Linked DNA regions of Mus musculus: region 2 is linked to region 1. Evidence: chromatin contacts called from public Micro-C data. All regions are on one chromosome and are shown on one strand. The core of a region is the stretch at or near the end of the contact, and the rest is flanking DNA. Distances in the headings are between cores, read along the strand shown. Region 1 overlaps Mon2 (MON2 homolog, regulator of endosome to Golgi trafficking). Region 2 holds the start of Tafa2 (TAFA chemokine like family member 2).

Region 1 (6,449 bases), core at 2,638-5,137:
GTTAGCACTTGTGGATTCTTGAATTATGGACATTTAAATCTCATTTCACATATCTTGAGTATGGAATTAGTATGTTAGCGTATTGCAAGTGTTTCATATGAATCAGATATGAAGAGAACTGCCCCCAGTGTCTGTAGTTTATCTAAGGAAATTGTTTAGATTCTCTGACCTCATGTTACAGTTGCGAGAGTGTGTAAAGCTGAACTTATGTTTCTCTCCCAAGTTAGTTAAGTAGTTTATTTAGGATCTCCTAAATGTTTATTGTGACTCAGAGATTCCATAAAGTTGAACTTTAAATTTCTCACACAAAGTAGTTAACTTGGTATTTTTCTATGAAAATTATGGCCATGGAAGACTACTCAGTCAGACCCTCCCTGCTGACAAAGAGCAGAGCAGCTGACTGACTGTGCGCTCTAACAGCACTCAGTGCCTTCCCTCACTTCCTGTGGATGGTCACAGCTCTGTCGTCATTAACTCACATACTTCACTACTGCTGAGAATATAGTCTGTGTTATGTGAAGATAAGAACTGGTTTTTGTATGATATTATAAGTTATTAAGTGATACAATTATGTTGTGATGCTATTGTTTTAGTTAAGATCTTAATGTATATCGTATAGCTAAGAATTATAATGACAAAAAAGAATTCTAATGACTAGATGCTATATATATATCAACACATTGAAATTAATGATTTCTTTCTACTTACACTTGAAGTTTTCATAATAAAAAGTACAGGACAATGAAAGTTAGTGATAAGGCAAAATAATTCGCCACCTTTTCTTTAAATTAGAGGCGCTGATGAGGGAAATGCTTGTATTGAATCTCTTCTGAAGCTTAGAACAAAATTCGTGAATAAAATTATATTTCTATACTTTTCTTTTTAGTGGAATATATCAGATTATTTTTTCCAAAGAGGGGAAACGATTGAAAAAGAATTAAATAAAGAAGAGGCAGCTCAGCAGAAGCAGGCCGAGGAGAAAGGAGTGTCTCTGAACCGGCCGTTCCACCCCGCGCCACCGTTCGACTGCTTGTGGCTCTGCCTCTATGCCAAGCTGGGGGAGCTTTGTGTGGACCCCCGCCCTGCCGTGAGGAAGAGCGCAGGGCAGACCCTGTTCTCCACGATCGGAGCGCACGGGACCCTGCTGCAGCACTCCACCTGGCACACCGTTATTTGGAAGGTACTGGGGACGGTGGGGCTGCTCGTTTTCCGCTTTCAGTCACATGTGTACACTTTCTAAACAGTCATTCCTAGGCGCTTGTTTATTTTATGTATATGAGTACACTGTAGCTGTTTTCAGACACACCAGAAGAGGGCATCAGATTCCATTACAGATGGCTGTGAGCCACCATGTGGTTGCTGGGAACTGAACTCAGGACCTCTGGAAGAGCAGTCAGTGCTCCTAACCACTGAGCCATCTCACCAGCCCAAACAAATAAATTTTTAAAGATTGATTTTCATTATTTTTACTGTGTGTGTGTGTGTATATGCATGTGGACGCATGAGTGTGTGTGTGTGTGTGTGTGTGTGTGTGTGTGTGTGTGTGTGAGAGAGAGAGAGAGAGAGAGAGAGAGAGAGATGCACACAAGAGCAGAGGTACCCACAGAAGCTAGACGTTTTTAATCTCCATTCACTAGTCCATTCTCTTTCTCCCTGAGAGGGTCACTAGTTCCTTAATGCTGCAAGTAAAACCACCACCACAGTTACCACTGCTTCAACTTCCTGCTTTTCCTCCTCCTCTTCCTCCTCCGATTTCTCTTTCCTCTCCTATACTCAACTGTCCTTCTTTCCTTCTTTCTCTTTTTGTGTCTGTGCTGGGTCTTGAACCCAGGACCTTGTGCCTAAACTATTAGTTCATCTGTCTGTGACATTTTCTATTTCGTAAACATATCTACTCTGTTCAGTGCTCCTCCCCCATTTGTTCTTATTTTCCTTTAAGTGTAAAAACTCTCCAAGTTGTAACTAAGTTTTGCTTGTTGGTTGGTTTTCTCAACACCTCATTTGGTCCTGAGGTCTGGACATCCCGTGGTAATCCGTTCTGCCTGGATTCTTGTCTCAGGTATAATCGCAGAGATGTTTCCACTGATAACAAGTCCTGGCTGTGCGCTATCTGTTAGTTTACTTTTCTAATTCCGTGAACTTAAGGATAAGTTTAAGAATACACAGTTGCCTTTTCTAGTCAATTCCTCTAATTTATGTGGATTAATAAAACTGTTACATATTTTTATAACTTTTATTTTCTATTGCTATATCTTAAGCTAACTCATCAATATTTTTATATGATTTTTAAAATAAATATTTAGGTACTCTTTCATCTACTGGACCGAGTTCGAGAATCTTCTACAACTGCAGACAAAGAAAAGATTGAGTCTGGAGGTGGAAATATTTTAATTCATCACTCAAGAGACACGGCAGAGAAGCAGTGGGCTGAGACCTGGGTATTGACATTGGCTGGAGTAGCACGGATCTTCAACACCAGGAGATACTTGCTGCAGCCTCTAGGTGTGCAATATTGTCTTTCTCTGCTTATACAACTAATCTGTGTTAAAGGAAAGTTGGAACACACTTAGGAAACTCTTTGGGAATTGATATATTGTACTAGAATAGTCAGCAGTCTTAACTGTAGGCCTTACTTGATGTGGTGTACATGCTCGTTTCATCGAGGGGAAGAACCTGCCCTGGACGCACCTTTCAGAGTCCAGTGGTGAAGAGACACACACACACACGGCTGGACTTGAGAGAAGAGCCGTGATTATGCCCTTAAGCCCACAGTGACTGCATCATGTGGTTTCCACAGTGACTGCATCATGTGGTTGCTGGGAATGAAGGTTGCTCGCTAGGGTTGGCCTTGCACTCCGGCCTAAAGTTTTATTATTATATCTAAGTACACTGTAGCTGTCTTCAGATGCACCAGAAGAGGGCGTCAGATATCATTAAGGATGGTTGTGAGCCATCATGTGGTTGCTGGGGTTTGAACTCAGGACCTTAGGAAGGGCAGTCAGTGATCTTAACCACTGAGCCATCTCTCCAACCCGGGATGTGGTATTTTTAATTATCATATTTATTATGTATGGGAGGGCATGTGTGGGCATTCTGCCTCGCATGAGTGGTGGAAGTGGAGGTTGGCTTGAGGGAATTGGGAAGCCACACTGTGTAGCTGTCCTGACTGCACCTGATGTCTCACTGTAGGAGTGTCTGGATTGTAGAGGCAGGCTACCCATCAGGCATTGTGGTTCTGTGGATGAGGCTCAGTTGTGAGTCTTGTGTGGCAAGTGCCTTCTGCTCAGCCATTGTGCCAGCCCATGGGTCATAGTTTTAGTATGTTAGTTCCTAATTTTATTCTTTTGACTTCTATGTCAATGTAAGCAGAAGATAAAGCAACTATGCTTCAAAGTATCTGAGAGGATTTGCTCATTGAATACTAATTGACTCCCCCCCCTTCATTGATACAGGAGACTTCTCAAGAGCTTGGGATGTTCTTCTTGACCACATCCAGTCAGCTGCACTCAGTAAAAACAATGAAGTGTCCCTGGCCGCTCTGAAAAGCTTCCAGGAGATATTACAGATTGTGTCCCCTGTCCGAGACTCAGAGAAGCCCGAGCCCCCTGCCGTTAGCGTGCCCGTACCCGTCCTTCTAGGAAACCTTTCCGGCCCAGGCCTGAGCAGGCCGTTTGTGAGGACAGACTCCATTGGAGAAAAGCTTGGCAGATGCGGCTCGGAGACGCCTGTGGTGACTGACGAGCTGGAAGATCTGAAGCTCTGGTGGGCTGCCTGGAACACCTGGCACAGGACTGGATCTGAAAGCACAGAGCCGCCCAGCTCCGTCGATGAGCTGACCTTTATCCCCAGCCAGCCTTTCCTTACAGCCTTAGTTCAGATCTTCCCTGCCCTCTACCAGCACATAAAAGCTGGCTTCAGCATGGCCGACTTGCAGAAGCTGGGCGTCATCCTGCACAGCGCTGTCTCTGTCCCCATCAGTTCTGACGCCTCTCCTTTCATCCTTCCGTCTTACACGGAAGCAGTCCTGACAAGTTTACAGGAAGCTGTGCTTACGGCCTTAGACGTTCTCCAGAAGGTAATGTGATTTCAGTGCTTGCCTAAAAGCTGTAAGGAATAGGATTCTTTGGATTTTTATTTTATTGTTTTGTGGTAAATTTCAGAAGATAAATTTAGGACTTTCTGAGATTGCTATGTATGTACACTTTGGGATAAATTTAAGATTGTCAAGATTTTTAAAACTTATTCTTGAGATAGTTAAAAAAGTAACTCAGGTCTGTTTTGAGTTGTTAAGAAGCTGCTTGTCGGGCGGTGGTGGTGCACGCCTTTAATCCCAGCACTCGGGAGGCAGAGGCAGATGGATTTCTGAGTTCGAGGCCAGCCTGGTCTACAAAGTGAGTTCCAGGACAGCCAGGGCTACACAGAGAAACCCTGTCTCAAAAAACCAAAAAAAAAAAAAAAAAAAAAAAAAAGTAAAATGCCTTCATGGGCTGGAGAGATGGCTCAGCGGTTAAGATCACCAACTGCTCTTCCAAAGTCCTGAGTTCAAATCCCAGCAACCACATGGTGGCTCACAACCATCTGTAATGAGATCTGACGCCCTTTTCTGGTGCATCTGAAGGCAGCTACAGTGTACTTAGGTAAAATAATAATAAATAGATCTTAAAAGAAAGAGAGAAAGAAAGGAAGGAAGGAAGAAAGAAAAGAAAGAGAAAGAAAGAAAGAAAGAAAGAAAGAAAGAAAGAAAGAAAGGAAGGAAGGAAAAAGAAAGAAAGAAAGAAAGAAAGGAAGGAAGGAAGGAAGGAAGGAAGGAAGAAAAGAAGCTGCTTGTGGCCGCTACCTCGCTACCTCTAGTCAAAGTTAATTCTGAACTGTGGGTAGCCTATGCCAAGACACAAGGGTGAGCTGGAAAAAGTGGCTTTCTTACTGCAGATTTAAATTCTGTATTTTTAGCTGTGTGTCTTGTTTTTTTACAACAAATCAATAAATAGATATGAAAAATAGTGAATAAATCCAGACTGGGAAGCAAGACCATATCAAAATAAAAGCATTTTTTTAGATTATCCAGGAAATTGCTACCTCAGTTCATAACAATCAAGATCCTAAACAAGGGCTAACAGGATGGCTAAGCAGGTAAAGGAGCTTGCCGCCAAGCCGTATTATGGTCCCTAGGACCCACATGGCAGGAGAACTTCCAAAAGTTGTGCCCTCCACACACATTACAAGGTATGAACATATACATGTATAAATGTGCTAAGAAAAAGAAGAAAAGAAAAGTTATATTCCCAGCACTTGGAAATCTGCTACAGGAAGGTTTGCATGAAGTTTGAACCCACCCTTGATTACAATGTGAGACTATGTCAGGAAGCAAACATTAACAGAAAAGGCCAACTCAGTAATCAGCCAAGACGTGAGAGAGTCATGGTCTGTCATCAAGGCTCATTTGTAAGGAGACAGTCCTACTCTCTAGTCCTGGCTCCTTTATTCCCTGGACATGACCACAGCACCCCTACACTGCCCTGAAGGCAGGCAGACTAAGCAATAGTCTTTATCTATTTAACCATAGTTCCATTGTTCAGGAAACAAATTGTGACTAAGATGAGAAATTAACACAATCTGACATTCAATACTGTTTGAGGGACATGAATTTCTATGACTCAAAGTAAGTTTGTAGTTCATCATCCTTGTGTTAGGATTTTATTGCTGTGAATGGACAGCATGACCAAGACAACTCATATTAAGGACATCATTTAGTTGGACCTGGTTCATAGATGTTCACTCCATTGTCATCCAGGCAGGATGTATGGCAGCTTACAGGCAGGCATCACAGGAGTACTCTACATCTTGATCCACAGGCAGCCAGGAGGAGACTGCCATCCACGCTGGCCTAACTTGAGATACATATGACACCTCAAAGCCCTCTTTCCACAGTGACACACTTCCTCCAACAAGGCCACACCTCCTAATAGTGCTACTCATGGGCCAAGCATTCAAACACATGAGTGTGTGGGGACCAAGCCTATTCAGACCACAGTACTTTCCCTCTGACTAGATCACACAGCTACATTGCTTATGCCTTTCCCTGAAGTGAATGAAAAAGGGTTTCTATCAGAAAAATGTTGTCATTTGGAGAATTCCCAAATTCTTGGACTCCCTTAACTGCACATTCAGGGCTGTTATATATGCATAGAAGGTAATAAAAAACAGCACACACCCTTTAAATTCAAGGAAAACCATGAAAGTTTACTTTTGAATAACTGCTTTAGCAGAAAAAGAACAAATACAATTATTCATTGTGGCTACTGGGAATTTATCTGAGCTTTGACTCTGAACACAAAATGTAATGTCATTCCAAACCTGAAAACTTATTCCTGTCACTAGAAGCATTCTGCGTAATTGTTTCAAAGATGTGTTTATGTTTCAGCTCTAATGCCTGTGAGTATGTAGACCGG
Region 2 (6,449 bases), core at 1,208-3,707, 250 kb before region 1:
CAGACCTCAAACTTTGCCTTTGCAGAAGCGCCTTCTGTAAATGTGGCATTGCTGACTAAGAGCCAAGAGTCATCCCTCCCCTGAAGAAAACACCTCCTGGGAGACACCTAGCCTCTTAGAAGGAGGAATGGACAGCAAAGCAGGTGGGCAGAAAAAGATCTGTGCTACTGGCAAGATGTGGAAGTCATCTACCCGGAAAGAAATGACAAGCCATTAGTCGTGGCCCCCACCCCCACACCCCGAACTGTGCTCTCCCCCACACCCCCCGCCAACGCTGTTTATTAAACGATACTTTAGGAAAGCTCCCTTGAAGTACCCTTTACAGAAAGCAGTTTCCTTCGGTAATACCGAGACTGTTCCCAGAGCTAAATAAACCTTTAAGCGGGTGAGGCCCCGGAACTTATGAATGTGATTCTTTGTGGAAATAGTTAGAGGTGGACGAGTCAATATTCTCCTGGAAACGCCCACCCTCTGCAGACAGGCCTGGGAATTAACTAGTCAGAAGTGGACAGAAAGTAGACATTCCAGATGCGAGAGCTTCCCGTGGACCATCACCCCTCACTGATTTCTCCCTTGACTGCGACCCCCCCCCCCAACTGCTTATGAAAAGTGTCAGATGCCCACCAGCCAGGACTGGTGAGGGATCCATTTGAACCCCATTTCGGTCCTCGCCTGGGTCTCTCGCCTTCTGAAATAAGATGGACCCTGCTCCCCAAGCCTCCTGCCATGGCTCTGTCCCCCTCCGGGCGTCCCTCTTCCCCGCCCCTATCCTCGCCGTCTGCCGGGAGGGGAGGGGGCAGGAGGATGCCGACTGCGGGACCACAGCTACCCTCATCTTGGCCTCCTGGGACGAGCCGGTTTCTGCCCCCGGGCCCAGTTGATAGTCAAGGGAAGAGACAGTACTGGTGAGGGCTGTGGAGGCGCGCAGACCTCGCGCGGCCACTGTGGTCCCCAAAGCCCGAAGGCCCCCGAAGGCGCGGCTCGCACCTACCTGCAGCCGGGCGTCCCGGGGGCGGCAGCACCTAGCGATGGTCCGGTAGCTTCCGCGGGCCGACGCCAGCCTCACCGCTCCTGCATCGCTTCCGAGATGCCGGTCCGCTGGCACCATCCAGGGGCATAGGGACCTCAAGTCCGCCGGTGTGTGTTCGCAGAGGGCGAGCGAGTGTGAGTGCTGCCTCCTCCGAAGGCTAAAGGGGGGCTCGGCAGCGTCTTCACCTACAAGCTGGGGTCCCCCTTCCCCGAAGCAAAAGGAAGGTGCAGCGCGCGAGGTCGGTCCCCGGGCTCTGCTCTTTATCCCACAGTGTCAAAGTAATCGGAAGGGTCGTCGACCGAGGGGGAGAGCCAAAGTCTCCGCAGCCCCCGGCGGCGCCCGCGGTCGCCCGCTGTCCCCGGCGATGCGCTGCGCGCGGTGGTGCGCTCGGCTCCCGCGACTGCGAGGATCCAGGCGGGCTCCAGCCACCGCCGCTCTTATTCCATCTCCGGTTTGTTTGCTTTGAGCGGCGAGCGAGGACTTTTCCTCTCGCCCCGCGTCGGCTCTCCCTTGCACACAAACGCGCGCGCTCACACGTTCCCCCTCTCCCGCCCTCCCCCGGGTTCTCTAGGGAAAGGCAATTGGACGCGGTGATTCACCTTCAGCAGAGCAGCCTCCGCCGCCGAGCACACTCCTCGAGTTCCCCGGCTCTCCCAGGTCTGCAGGCTCCCGGTGTGGAGCGGTTCTGAGCAGGCTCGCGGGCTGTGCGCTCGGCCGGCGTCCTCCCCGGGAGACGCCTGCGTTCCCGCAGCTCGCACTCGGGTCCCGCGGGTGCCCTCTCGGACACCTGGGCGCCGTCGAGTCGCGTCCACTTAGCAGCAACTCCCGGCCAGCTGCAGCCCCTCGATCGCGCCTCCAAGTGCAGCCGGTAGAGCTCCTCGCATCCCACCCGCCGCCACTCTCCGCATCGTGTGCTCCAAGGGAGGGAACCCCTCTGCTGTCCCCCCAAGTCACGAGCGCGCCGGCACCTTCACCACCTTGGAGGTGCGAGTTCCAGCAGCAGACACAAGCGAGCAGGTGTCGCCTGTGTCACTTCGCCAAAGGCGGGAGTGAGAAAGAACGGAACAAGGGGAGGGGCCCGAGGAAACAAATCCAGATCACCAGAAGAAAAAAAAAAAAAAAGCCAAAAAATAAAATAAAATAAAATAATTTTAAAAAGCAATCAAAGCTTCTCCCTCTCTGAGTCCCACCACAAGCTCTGTACTGTTAAAATACACTAAAGATAATGTTCGAAAGTCACCCCAACGGGCAGAGCCCTGCTAGTCCACCCTAGACCCCTGTTCCACTCAGCGGGCTGGCCGTTGGGAGCGACTGGCCCCACTGTACAAAGCACAGAGAAGGCAGGCAAAGATGGGTTCTGACACTCCAGGCTGAGTTAAGCAGTAAAATGGGACGGCTGGACCGGGAGGCTTTGACTCCCTCTGTCTCCCTCCCAATTCTGTCAGCAGTGGCTGCAGATGCTGAGAGCAAACCACCTTCCTGCAGAAAGAAAAAAAAAAAAAAAAAAGTATAAGACAGCAAACGTTGCAAATGCTGGACTATGTCTCCCTCTAGCGGTAAATCTGGATTAGAACGCTTTGCCGGCTGTCACGGAGACTCATAATTTTTCTTCCAAAAAAATAAACAAGAATTTTCTTACACTATCCGATTTAAGAGGATTTTGAATTTCTACAACTAACAAATTCTGACAGAGTCAAAGTTAAGGGGGTTTTAACACAATCCCATGATAGCATATTCATTGCTAAAGGAATATCCTAACTTTACAGAGATTTCAGAGACAGATCCTAGAAGGTCATGTCCTTAAGGTTTGGCCAAATTGGGTCCTGGTTTAAGCGGTGTACATAAGATCTTCCAAGAAAGGACTTCTTAGACTCAGCTCATTTTGATCGTGCTTATGAATGAGAAAACATTTAAGCTAGTGGTTAGGATAGTACGAAAAATGAGTAAGACTTAGACACAATGAGAGAAAATGTCGACTCTGGAACGCTTACTCAGGGATCTTGTCTGTAACTGACTCCTCTCTCGTTCCACTAGGTTAATTTTTCAAACTAGCTAAATTCTCCCCAGGTCTAAGTAGTTGTGTTTCCCCAGCCCTGAGTCATTGAAAGATTAGCATAATTCTTTCCACCATCTATAAACTACCACTTATTACCATAGTTACTAAGAACTAAGGAATATGTTTTAGCTGGTGATTTTATGGTAACATAATTTAGCCTTATTTTCTATCTAAAGGGTTTTATGTAGTTGATTTGGGAGGGCTATTTTAACAAAGCATTCCTGCAAATTTTATTAAAAAGATTTGTTACGTCAGACACAACTAAGCTAGGCACACCTGTAACTTTGCTGTTTAGAGTTTGTGAACATTGTCATTTAGTGGGAGGTGTGCCTTAGGCATTTGTGTGCTTTTAAATAGAAAATATGTATCAAGGTCATGATTAAACAGTTTTCTATTCATTTTGAATTTTTTATTTATTCTTTTCTAACTTGATCATTGTACTTAGTCTACTCTTTAAAAAAGGCAATAATTTACTTTTTCAATTGGGAGTAACTGAAGCAATTTCAAATAAAAATCCAAAACAAAATAATATAGGGTTTTGAATTTTAATCGATTGTATCTGGTAGGTTTGTGAGACTCCGGGGCATGGCAATCATTGTGCACAACATATCTTCAAATGACCTCTTTCAAAAGACCAGTGTCTCGTATGATTAAAGACTTTTATTTTATCACAATTACATGGTAACTCATTTCCTGGGGGAACAAGGTTTTTTGTTGTTGTTTTTTTTTTCTTTTTAAATAACCTGGCACTGTTTCATTGCAAATCTTACTGTAATTTTCTGTCTGTTGATCAGCCATAGATTTCAAGCAAGAATGACATTAAAACCTGTATTCTTCACTATAAGGAAAAAATCATTTCAACATAACTTCAAAACCCTGGCCTTCCCCCATCATCTTTCTCGTGTCTAATTCTTAAGGGTCTTTATGGTTTCATGAAAGCCTATCAATTTATCTTATTATTTCTGCTGCTAAAATGTGGGGCATTTAAATCTTATTTTTTACAATTTAATCCACTGTATTTGTACAAGCACATTAAAAAGTTAGTAAAGGGAATAACTGTGTGATTACAAAATAAAACGGACCTTCCCCATCCACAGATCCTCACCCAACACCTAATGATGCTGAAATTCCCTAATGCCTTTGTGTTCTCTGTTTAATCTCCAGGCAAATGAATCCAAATAACTCAGATGGAGGTGTGGAAATCAGGACTCTCGGGACTCTGAAACAAAATACTTTGCATTCCTTCCAAAACACACACACACACACACAAATCAAAATGATAAACACTCATCCGCCTTAGCAGAACCCTGGAGTTGATAACCTGCCATCTGGTTAACCTTTCTGCCTCCTCAAAACTCTACTACATTTTTTTAAATGAATATACATTTTTTAAAATACTTATTTAACTGGACTGCAAGTTCATCACAACTCAGTGCGTTCTGAGAACTTGCAACAAGCATTACTTTTGCAAACTTTCTTCTCTCTGCCTTGAAAACTATTCTACTGAGGTACACCTGGCTGCAGTTAGCTGTCCATACTACAGATTTGATAAGTCAAATCATGTGGTGTGTCTTTCCCCCCCCCGCCAGCGTCTCCCTCCACCCACCCCCACCCCCACCAGCATCGTTCTAACAGAATAATTACCCTGAGATCTCTCCCTGATACTGCAGCCACGGGTCGCACCTTCCTTATTTCTCCATAGTTAACACTAAACATTATTTGACATGCACCTCTTGTGTTATTTCTGAGTTGAGCATGAGGGAATCTTTCAGTTCTCATAAGTAAATATCTAGGAATAGAAAGGCTTGTCTTATGGTTGGGTGTATTTAAGAACAGACGTGGTTTGAGGTATTTTATACGGCACTACACATTCCCCTCAGCCGTAGTAGAGATTTTAGAGGCACTTTAAGTCTCTAGTAGAAGGTTTATAGGTTATCTCAACCCCTCATCTCAAATCCTCACAACATCCAATAAAACAGATGAGCTGAACCAATTTCGCCTGTGAATGAAATGAGCCGGTGGAGGGATTCAAACCAGGCCTGCCAAATCAGAAGCCAGCCGTCAACTTTGCTTTTTACGTTTTTTTATTCACAGTCTCTCAGCAGTGTCCCATCCCCCCAAACTTGAAAACGTTCCGTCTCCTGTGTTACAAGGACAGTGAAATTATCAGGACCCAGGATTCTGAAATGTCACTAACAAAACGTGTATAAGACTGCAGAGACGTTACTAAGAAGAAAGGGGTGGGAGGAGACGCAGCGCTGGTTCCCTGCGTTTGTTCGTCCAGGAATCATAATATTTAAGAGAATGAATACAATTCGGGTTCCCTGCGAACTCATAAAGAGAGCGGCACACGGTCCGTTCACCTCCACCTGCCTACCTTTTTTTGTTTCCATTGTCCCAAGCCATTCCCATCATCTCTAACTTTTATCCCAAGCCATTCCCATCGTCTCTGAGGAAGCCCCATGAGTACCAACCCCAGGCCTTGCACATCCCCAGCAAGTCCTTTATCTCTGAGCCACGTTCTCCATACTTATTTTTTCCATCGTATTCTAGCAAAATACGGTGCTAGCCAAGTTGCCCGGGATAAAGCCCCGGCAAGCTTTAGATAGGATGTTTCCCCATCCTCTCTAGTGTCCGTACTACTATGGACCACTACACTCAACTCAACTTCTGGGGGTTGAGAGAATTTTTCCACTGGCAGGGGTGAGGAGCAGTCTCAAGGCTAGCCTTGAACTCCCAGAGAGCCACATGCCCAGGCCTTCTCCGTGCTGGGATTAAAGGTATGCACCACCACATGCAATTTAACTGTAGACATACTTTTTAAACATTTATAGAATTGTTTCATGTAATCAGGTAGATAAAGGGAAGACAAACCTCACTCCATGTACTGCAAAGTGGTATACATACATGTTGGTAACTTTTAGTCTCCCTATAAGTCGCAGAGTCCCTAACACGCCTATCAGACACACAGGGACACAACTTCAAGACAAGAAGATGGGTTGCTTTGCTTGCAGCCCCTAAGGGGATAGGAACTCCACAGGAAGACCAGCAGAATCAACTAAGCTGGACCCTTGGGACTCGCAGAGACTGAACCACCAGCCAATGAACATGGGCTGGACCTAGGCCTTCTCTCACATATGTAACCAATGTCCAGCTCTGTCTTCATGTGGGTTCTGAACAACTGGAGCAAGGGCTATCCCAAAGAAATGTTTGCCTGTATGTGGGATGTGTTCTTCTAGCTGGGCTGCCTTGTCTGGCCTCAAAGGGGAGGTTGTGCCTAACTTCAAGGAGACTTGATGTGCCAGGATGTAGGGGACACCCAGGGGCCCCCACCCGCTCAGAGAAGAAGGGAGGGGGAAAGGG

Evidence for each region. A called contact is a pair of places that touch in the nucleus more often than the background predicts.
Region 2: a Micro-C map of embryonic stem cells shows a contact between it and region 1, with 2.5 times the contacts expected there. The contact joins the promoter of Tafa2 here to the enhancer-like site in region 1. A contact is called at or near these places in 2 of 39 promoter capture datasets (the HPC-7 cell line and embryonic stem cells), 4 of 484 Hi-C or Micro-C datasets (the HPC-7 cell line and embryonic stem cells) and 1 of 9 other capture datasets (pancreatic islet).

What each region holds. Positions count from the first base shown.
Region 1 is chr10:123,010,994-123,017,442 of GRCm38.p6, reverse strand. It overlaps Mon2 (MON2 homolog, regulator of endosome to Golgi trafficking), which reads left to right. Exons shown (of 36, transcript NM_001163024.1): 25 at 887-1,180; 26 at 2,304-2,502; 27 at 3,453-4,075. Among named protein-coding and RNA genes, the nearest start is that of Mirlet7i, 28 kb to the right of the region's middle. Within about 2 kb of position 3,887, at least 39 of the 459 cell types and tissues checked have an H3K27ac peak or open chromatin away from gene starts, as enhancers often do. A contact at or near this core is called in embryonic stem cells, where this site is marked.
Region 2 is chr10:123,260,084-123,266,532 of GRCm38.p6, reverse strand. Tafa2 (TAFA chemokine like family member 2) reads right to left here and starts at 2,457. Exons shown (of 5, transcript NM_001252387.1): 1 at 992-2,457.